2 separate regions of the Cydia pomonella genome follow, and region 2 is linked to region 1. A link is a contact called in public Hi-C data. All regions are on one chromosome and are shown on one strand. Each heading gives the region's core, a stretch centred on a gene start, on an enhancer-like site or on the middle of the called end of the contact. The rest is flanking DNA. Distances are from core to core; before and after follow the strand shown. Region 1 holds the start of LOC133520353 (zinc finger protein Noc). Region 2 holds the start of LOC133520366 (zinc finger protein Elbow).

Region 1 (4,395 bases), core at 729-3,228:
CATTAATCTCCTTAATGAAAGCCATAAATCAGAGGGCGTTTTATGAGCGAGAGTCAAATAAAAATAAACTTTTATGATTGGTATGTAGATATTATATTCCAAATAATTCCTTTAATATTAAACATAGAGATTATTATTTACATATAACATTTGGCTGTACAGAGTCACATCGTCCGAGCTAGCGCATCGCCGGCGATTCCACTTACATAAATAACTATGTTACAATTGCACTAATCACTAAATTTGTCATGGCGCGTCCCGCCGTAGAACATGAGTTAGAGTCTATCGATATCACAGAAGAAAATTGGACAATACAACATTAATTTATGACATTCGTATGCACTACACTGCCTACTGGTGGACGGCGGCCGCGCCGAGCCTTTGGCCGTACATCGCGTACGGCGAGTAGAACGGGCCTAGTGCAGGGTTGAAGGCACCGTAGGGGGATGCACCGAGACCGGCTGGGAGACCGGCCTTCGAGTACGGGTGGTACCGCGAGGCCGAGAGCGGACTCAACGGGGCCGTCGGATATGCACCGCGGAGGCCGGCTGTGGTAAACAACGGGTTCAAGGGATTAAGCAGCGATGGCTGTGACGAGGAAACCGTCGATGGCGTCGATCCGTCCGTCGTATGACTCCTCAAATGCTGCAGCAGCTCCTCAGAATTTCCAAATCGCTTCCCACAGTAAGATTCCCCGACAATCCAGTTGCAAACGTACGGGCGGCTTAGTTGCGGGTAAGGTAGTCCGCCGGCGGCGCCTTGCTGTGATAGTGCCATCGCCATAGCGATGTTGTATTTTTGGTGGTCGCACTGAGTGCACCCGGCGGGACAGCTGCCGTTGCTCATGAGGAGGTGATGGTTGTTCACTGAGAATTGGCATCCGGTACAGTAGGGGTCTTTGCACACTGGCACTAGAGTTTCTCCACCGGCGGGCGTTTTGACTCTAGCGTAGCCAAGGTACGGGTTGGGGGATGATCCTGGGAATCCAGCGGCAGCAGCGAGCATGGCTGCGTGGTGAGCGCTGAACGGAGCGCCGGCGTACGGCGGCCTGAAGGCAGGGTTGGCATGCTGCTCCATCCCTGGAGGACAGCAGAGGCCGGCAAGCGGATTGAAGCCAGATAATCCGGGCAGATTTTTGAAAGCTGCCAGCGGGTCTTTTCCGTGTCCTAAAACTTCTAACCCAGATCGGATAATTGGGCTTGTGCCTGAAGAGCCAGCGGGTGAAGATTTCTGCTCATTGGATGGGCTATTTTTGCCATTTTCGCCGGATGGTGGAGTAGATTTCCTTCCAGGCGTGCTCTTGCCTGATTTTTTGTCGTCCGAACTGTCGGAGCTAGCTTTAGATGAAGGGCGCTCCTCGGGTTTCTTTGACACAACATTGGCTTCATAAGGTTTGAAAGCCAGATGTTTGTTGTCCGGGGTAGAACGCGGTTTGTCCGGTTTCATACTGTTTGGTGATGAACGAATAACTGTGTCACTAACACTATTCACTGATTTCTTCTTGTCGAGCGGCGGGAGCAGCGGTTTGGACGGGGTTGTGTCCGCACCAATCTGACTGCAGGTTTGCGCTAAAAGCGCAAGCGGGCTTTTCTTAGAGTCCAACTGTAACAAAGAAAAAATAACATAAGTTTCATTTTGAACAATATTATGCAGATTTTTTCCAACATTAGATACCCTAATACTAGATACAGTTTTATTTTTCATGTTTTATATTTTTAAAGTTTTTTTTAAATTTAGTAGAAAAAAAAACAATTTAAGTAAAATACTTACAGAGGACGGAAGCGGAGCCAAATAATCAGGCTGTAAATATTGATTAGGATTAGTAGCCATCATTCCTCCGTCTTCAAGCACCACCATTTGGCTATAACTTTTACTATCACTTGTAAACTTCACTGCGATCACGGAATGCCTCTGGCAAGTACTCTGTCACGGCGCGAGAACGCGTGCGATCGTGGCGGCGGCTGCGAGGACTGTGAGCGAGGCCCCACCAGTCGCCTAGCCCCCCGCGCGGGCAGAGCGAGTCAGAGCTACAGAGGAGCTTTGTCAGAGCGGGAGGGGCAGACGTCTCCGCTGCAGCGTACGGCGATAAAAAATAAAGCGGAAACGACACATAGCTGCATTGCGGTAGGGTGAAAAGGAAAGGCGGCTTCGCCGGGTGCGGATTGAGACGTGCGCGGGTGTCGGCTCGCCACCCATGACGCTTTGACTCGCCGCCGTACCTGACCGCTGCACCGCGCGTTTTTACCCGACATCGCGTTTATTACGGCGTCATCGCTTCACATTCGGAACTACTTACTTTTACGAGTCTCTTTATGCTCAGTTCAAAGGGGATTTCATTCCACGAACTTTGACGCTTTTAGGTGCTCTGGATATTTAACAGCATTGACAGCGCTAAGTCTATAACGTTAATGTTAATCCGACACTAAAACCTGTCAAACACGGGTTCCGGACCCTCCGTAGCGATCAAATTAAATATGTCAATTTGGGGACCCATATCAACAGCTGCGGGTGACGTCGGCCCTTTAGAAATATTGCTTATTGTGTCCAAACAAAGATACTAAGTATAATGTATGGGCGGAGGACAGGGTAGTAAATAACCCGCGGGCTGTAATATATTTGACAGCGCGCGGACACGCGAAACAAAAAACATGTTTATTGCGATCGGACGCGAGGCCGAGGGGACGGCGGGGCCGATGAAAGAGGCCTCTTTTATGAAAATAATGGCTTAAATTTTTGTGGAAACTTTATTGTGAAAAATGCTTATAAAATTTCGCATTTGTAAATCTTTAAGGATAAATAAAAGAAAATGTCGGCCGCCTAACTTAGTCGTTAGTGACCTCGCCTACGAAGCAGGCGGTCTCGGGTTCGAAGTCTTTTTTTTATACTACGTCGGTGGCAAACAAGCATACGGCCCGCCTGATGGAAGGAAGTAGTCTGGTTAGGGCATTTATTTGTGTGTTCATCACATTATTCCTGAGTTATGGATATGTTATCTATAAGTATATCTAAGTATGTACATATTTACATACCTATCTACATAATGTATATCGTCACCTAGTACCCATAGTACAAACTTTGCTTACTTTGGGGCTAGATCGATCTGTGCAAAATTGTCCCCAAAATATATTCAAAACAAATCTGCTATAAGTATTTATTTGATTAACGATTAATGAAATTATAGCCCATTGTAATTTTTTTATTTTTAAGATACAGAAGGCAAACGATCAGACGGGTCACCTGATGGTAAGATGGATGGTCATACTTGTTTATGTTCAACTTATGGCAGACACTAAAACATTAAAGACATCATTTGCAAGATTTACCTAGGTATTTTAATAAAATGTTTCAGCGTAGGTACATGCGTAACATTTACTTTATCTTAAAGTGTTTATGTTAACGGCACCAATCATGGGACATTTAAGAGAAAATTTGGAGTATTTTTGATATTTCACGACTTCTGTGAAACTTCTACCGCTTTATGATTTAAAAGTTGAATGTCCAATCGATGGTTCTTGTTTATGGTAAAACGTTGCCAGCGATTAAAAGCTTATGGTAAATACTTGTTTTACAGGATTTGTCTATACCATCCCATTACTGGTGCCTGTTCCATTATAGGGGTGTTTACTATACCCACTTTTTGAATCTACACTTAATCTTTACCAAATCTCTCAAAGTTATTATTGATTTTGTTGACGTATGCCATCACAGTATACCACTGTTTATTTTTTTACTCGCCTGTCAACTCACCTAAACTAATACACAGTTTAATGAAGAATGACAGTTTTCTGATCCGTCGTCAACCATCCTTTATGCACCACCGCGGACGGACGAGTAAGTTTTATAAACCAATTACACGTAGGAACTAGTCGAGTGTAAAAGGGCCTTTATATTGTGGGTATAAGCCAAATTGGGTTTTTCTGTATTTTAAAATGTGCAGTGATACGAGTGAGCAATATTGAAGATTTTAGTTGTTATTTAATTCCAAAAAAGGCTGAATTAGGGATGATAGGAAGAAGCAACTTTAATTGCCTATATGCATTGAATGATTCGTCTTACGATTTACAATAGCTACAATATTCGAAAATTGTATACACCATGTTTTTATTGAATTCCGTTAACACCGGGCTATGGGTAAATACGTTTAAGGAAACTAAACGGCATAGTTAATTATAAAAAATGTTATAAAAATTAATTGAATGTTGCATATTTCATTTCATTTATTTCATTTTCAATACAAACTTACAATATACACCAAATCGCTTACATGAGAATAATTACATAGCAAGTTACAAAAATGTATAGTTCAAATATACTTTATTCATGTAGGCCTAGCAACAAGCACTTATGAATAGTAAGACAGTATTACATATAATTATCTTTAAGCTAATTATCAGA
Region 2 (4,395 bases), core at 1,198-3,697, 420 kb after region 1:
TTATTGTTACTACTAGCGCCATCTCTTGACGACTTGCGCTAAGTGGAAGCTTCGTAGAACTAAAACTTGATTTTGAGAATAATAAATCAGAGCTCTTGTACATGTATGACTATGAAAACAGCTACTCTTCATTCGTGCGTATGCGTATAATATAAACGTACCTAGAATTATTATCAACAAAAGAAGATATGTATTAAATTAGTCATTGCCATTAGTAATTAGTCATTAAATTAGAGGTTGCCAGAGCTCAACGAGGGGGGGTCGGGTTTGGGGTCGGCAACGCGCATTTGACTCCTCTGGAGTTGCGGGCGTACATAGGCTACGGTGACTGCTTACCATCAGGCGGGCCGTATGCTTGTTTGCCAACGAGGTAGTATAAAAAAAAAGTCATCTCAAAGTCCTTCTTAAAATTGTTGCTTTCCTGTTGATTAGTAAATTCAGACTGAACTTATAATTTAAAATATATTTCATAATAAGTACTAACTTAAAATATCACGAATAGGTAGTAAGTCCGCAAAAAACTAAGGGTCTCCCCAAACTAGTCGACGCCGTTTCGGCAAATCGCGTACGGAAAAAGCTTTATGTCAACGCAATAAGAGCGAATAAGTCGTAAATCGGCTCGGCTCACGCGAAACGACGTCTTTCGACGGGAAAACGGCGTTTTGCCGTAAAGCTGTTCGCATTCGTACGACGCTGTTTGCAGCCTACCGCACACGTTCGCATTCATAAATCTCCTTATACCGCCGTACGGTGCCGGAAAGAGTTGAACGGCTCCGATCACGGCCGAGTACCTACGATAAGGACCGGTCAGAGCCGGGGGAAGCCGTTCAGCGTCTTCGACGGCCGAACATAGCTGACGACGGCCGAACAGAGCCGATGACGGCCGAAGTAGCTACTGATGCGTTTGTATTTGTTCATTTGAATTATTACCCACATTCAAATCTGCAATAGATCTGACAACACGGAAGTAATAATGACGGAGGAACATTTAATAATATTAGTCGGTAAATATAAGTGTTTATATGACGTGTCTGACTCTAAGTATAGTGATCAAGTGTGCAAGTAAAATATCCATCATCACAGGTTATTATATAATATGTAACAATTACCAAGGAAAATAATCTTACAGGCCTGTTCAATTTCAAACTCAGGTTGTTACTAACAACCAGTCTCCAAAAATGAGATTTACGATTGCCGATCACCCGCTGTCCTACATCTGTTCGTCGGACTCAACGGCTGTACGTGTGCTGTCTGACGTCTCGACGGCAGGACGGAGCACGGGAGAGCCGACCGTCGCTTTACAACTGTTGCGATAGCAAGTCGCAGGCGATCGGGCGTCTCTACGGCCGCAAGGAGGATGAGACTGCTAAACGCAGGTGTCCAACCGCGGAGACGGTCGATCGGCTAAATGCGAATAGTGTGGTGTAAAACACTCGGCGAAAGCCGACTCCGCGTCGACTGGTTTGGGGAGACCCTAAGACTATCATTTAAGACCAAGATTATCCTTAAACCGTCATTTAAAAATGTGAGAAATCCATGAAAACAGAAAACCTTAATATAGATAGCATTAAACATAGAACAAAGACCACCCAAATATTTTACAATCATCCTTTCAATTTTCAAAAGAGCTTAATTCATAAAAATAACAAGGCAGTTAAGTCACTTTCTTTTTTTAAAGTTGAACCCTCGTTAAGCATTTTTACAAACAAAAATTGGAGAATCATTACTGTTTACAGTCCCTTTTGTTAGATTACAGAAATTGCGATGAGTCAGGTTCGTCAATAATGGAAGTGGTGAAGTGCGTTTTTTAAAAACGCGGCCGGTGGTCTTAAATGAGGGTTGGCTTTGCTTATTACCTGGCTTACGCAAGAATAAGCCATTTTATTGACTAATTTGAGTATTTATTTTGTTATAAAACATTTAGGATTGCTTATCATTAGATATTCGACAAAAAAAACCTATTGTTTGTAAGTATAGACAAAAATATGAAAGCCCTACCTCAAATCACAAAATGTAGCTTGCGTGCACCTTGGAGATCAATTCGAACTTCAAATCAAATTTTCTTTAAACAAATCTCAACTTGGTGTTGATTAAATAAGAAAATAATCTTAACAACCCTAAATTAAGTTTAGATAAGCTTGGCATATAGCTTCAAATCTCGCTGTACGAAACTATTTTACTTTACGAAAAAACAAATAAAAAGCCGCGCTAAACCGCAACTCAAACCGCTCAAAACTAAATTACCCCATTCAATTTCCCCGCGATGCATCTCTGTCGTCACTAGCGTTTGACTGCGTTGCATATTTTATATAATCCTTTCATCAAAACGAGGGAAAACGACTTATAAATTTTTCCCAAGCGCGAGCGGGACGGGGCGACCAGCGGGGTGTCAAACAGCGGTGGGGATAAGACGGCAAAGCTCCCGCAAAGTACACAGAATGCAAAAATGGCGCGGCGACGAGTGACAAGGTGTCAGGGAAGGGGGGGGCCAAGCGCTCAGTCCGCTGCCGACCGCCGAACGAGACGCACGTGCTATTTGTGAACGGATATGACGGATTAGTGTAGTGAAGTGTTGTGTGTGATTAATCTTTTAAGCTGGAATCTAACGGATTGTGGGGCAACATGCTCACGTCAAGCAATCAGTATTTACGGCCGGATTATCTGTCGCCTTTACCTACCACGGTAAGTTTCATTAAGAGCTTTTAGCAAAGTTAGTTCTGATTTAAGTAAAACTAAAATGTTGAAACTTTAGTTCTGGAGATAATATAAAGTAGTATCAATTTTAAATCTTAAGCTTAGTTAATATATTGAAGATATTACAGAACAAAGAGGCGAGAAACGATTAATTAATTAAAAATAACTTTGAATACGTAAACAATAACATTGAACTCACGAAAACACGCATCATAAAGAAAGTCTCGTTCTTTGTTCAAGTTTCCAAATTTGATATACACCCTCGTAAATTATTCTTGAACAAATAAATCGCGAAACAGGACATAAATGCTACAATAACTTCTCATAACAATGACTTTAATAACTAGTCGTTCTTTACCACTGACATATACAATTCTAACTAGAATATTACTCTTTGTGATAATGTAAACAGAGTCGTAAAACTGGATAATTACGAAAAGAATGGATAATAGACAATAATGAGCACAGGAACTGGCATTAACGACCGAAGCAATGAATCAACGGACATGCAATTTGAAATGCTGCGGTCAATAAAATAAAAATATTTCAAGAAAGCTTCAACTTCTTAATTGATGTCGTGGAAGTAGATTCGTAAAAAAAATACTTTCAAGTCCTCTGCTTTTGAGTTTTGTAAATAAAATCACATTTTAACGTCTACATTGCAATGCTGCCATTGGTTTTTTTTTCGTAAGTACCGGGCTTTGTTTGTTCTTCATCCCCCACCTGCTTTTCGTCATTTCATAAATATTAAGTGATCGGTCTTGTCACAAGATTTCTGGTATAAATCTACTCTAATCTTAGAAAAAACTTTAAAGTATTAATTGGATTTAAAAACCGATTTTTGTTCAGTCAAGTGCAAAAATATGTATCGAAAGAATCGTCTCATAAATATGGTACTACGCTCTTATTACACTGGAATAAGATGCTATGGGACATATTTTTGAGTAAGATGTGTACACCCATATTTTTACACTTGACTGATCATTAAAGTTTTGAACTTTTGGGCTAACCAAAAGAATAAGACAAATCAGTTAACTGGATACACTATGTATACAAAAAACACTAAATGAAAATAAAAATAACAATAGAGAGGCAATTAATTTTTACTGGATAATCATTTTCGTTAGCATTTTTATTTTCATTTCTCCTCCGTTATTTCATATGTCAATTTATTTAGAAATAAAATTTGCGCTGTAGTTTGTAATTTTTACTACACACGTTTAAACAAACTAAAAGCCAGAAATCTTTAGTTTTTATATGAAGTATAAAAATAGTTGAAACGAGAAAATGTTAGAAAATACTAGTAAAGCAATAGTATTCATATTCATATTCATATTCCTTTATTGATAAAATTGCAAATTTTACAAGTCAAAAGGTAATACAATATATAATTAGGTCTATGTCAATTAAGAGTACAATTAAGATAATAAATAATAATAATCAAATTCAATTACAGTAAAATAAAAACAGTATAAAAATAATCAAAACAATTCAAATATCCAATAAATTAAATTATTATTATAATATTCTGACATGTCAAAATTATCAAATTAAATAATATAAAATATAACAATATAAAATATTAATAATCAACACAATTCATACATCCAATAAATTAAATTAAATTAAAATTCAAATCATTATATTCTGACATGTCATAAAAGGCATTTGTAGTCAGCCATTTTTTTAATCGATTGTAAA

Evidence for each region. Hi-C and Micro-C count contacts between places; a contact is called where the count stands out from the background.
Region 2: a Hi-C map of whole body shows a contact between it and region 1, with 5 times the contacts expected there. The contact joins the promoter of LOC133520366 here to the promoter of LOC133520353 in region 1. A contact is called at or near these places in 2 of 2 Hi-C or Micro-C datasets (both in whole body).

The regions. Positions count from the first base shown.
Region 1 is chr8:1,284,979-1,289,373 of ilCydPomo1, forward strand. It overlaps LOC133520353 (zinc finger protein Noc), which reads right to left and starts at 1,979. Exons shown (of 2, transcript XM_061854728.1): 1 at 1,771-1,979; 2 at 70-1,602. The coding sequence starts at 1,857. The coding sequence ends at 352.
Region 2 is chr8:1,701,761-1,706,155 of ilCydPomo1, forward strand. LOC133520366 (zinc finger protein Elbow) reads left to right here and starts at 2,448. Exons shown (of 2, transcript XM_061854746.1): 1 at 2,448-2,682. The coding sequence starts at 2,623.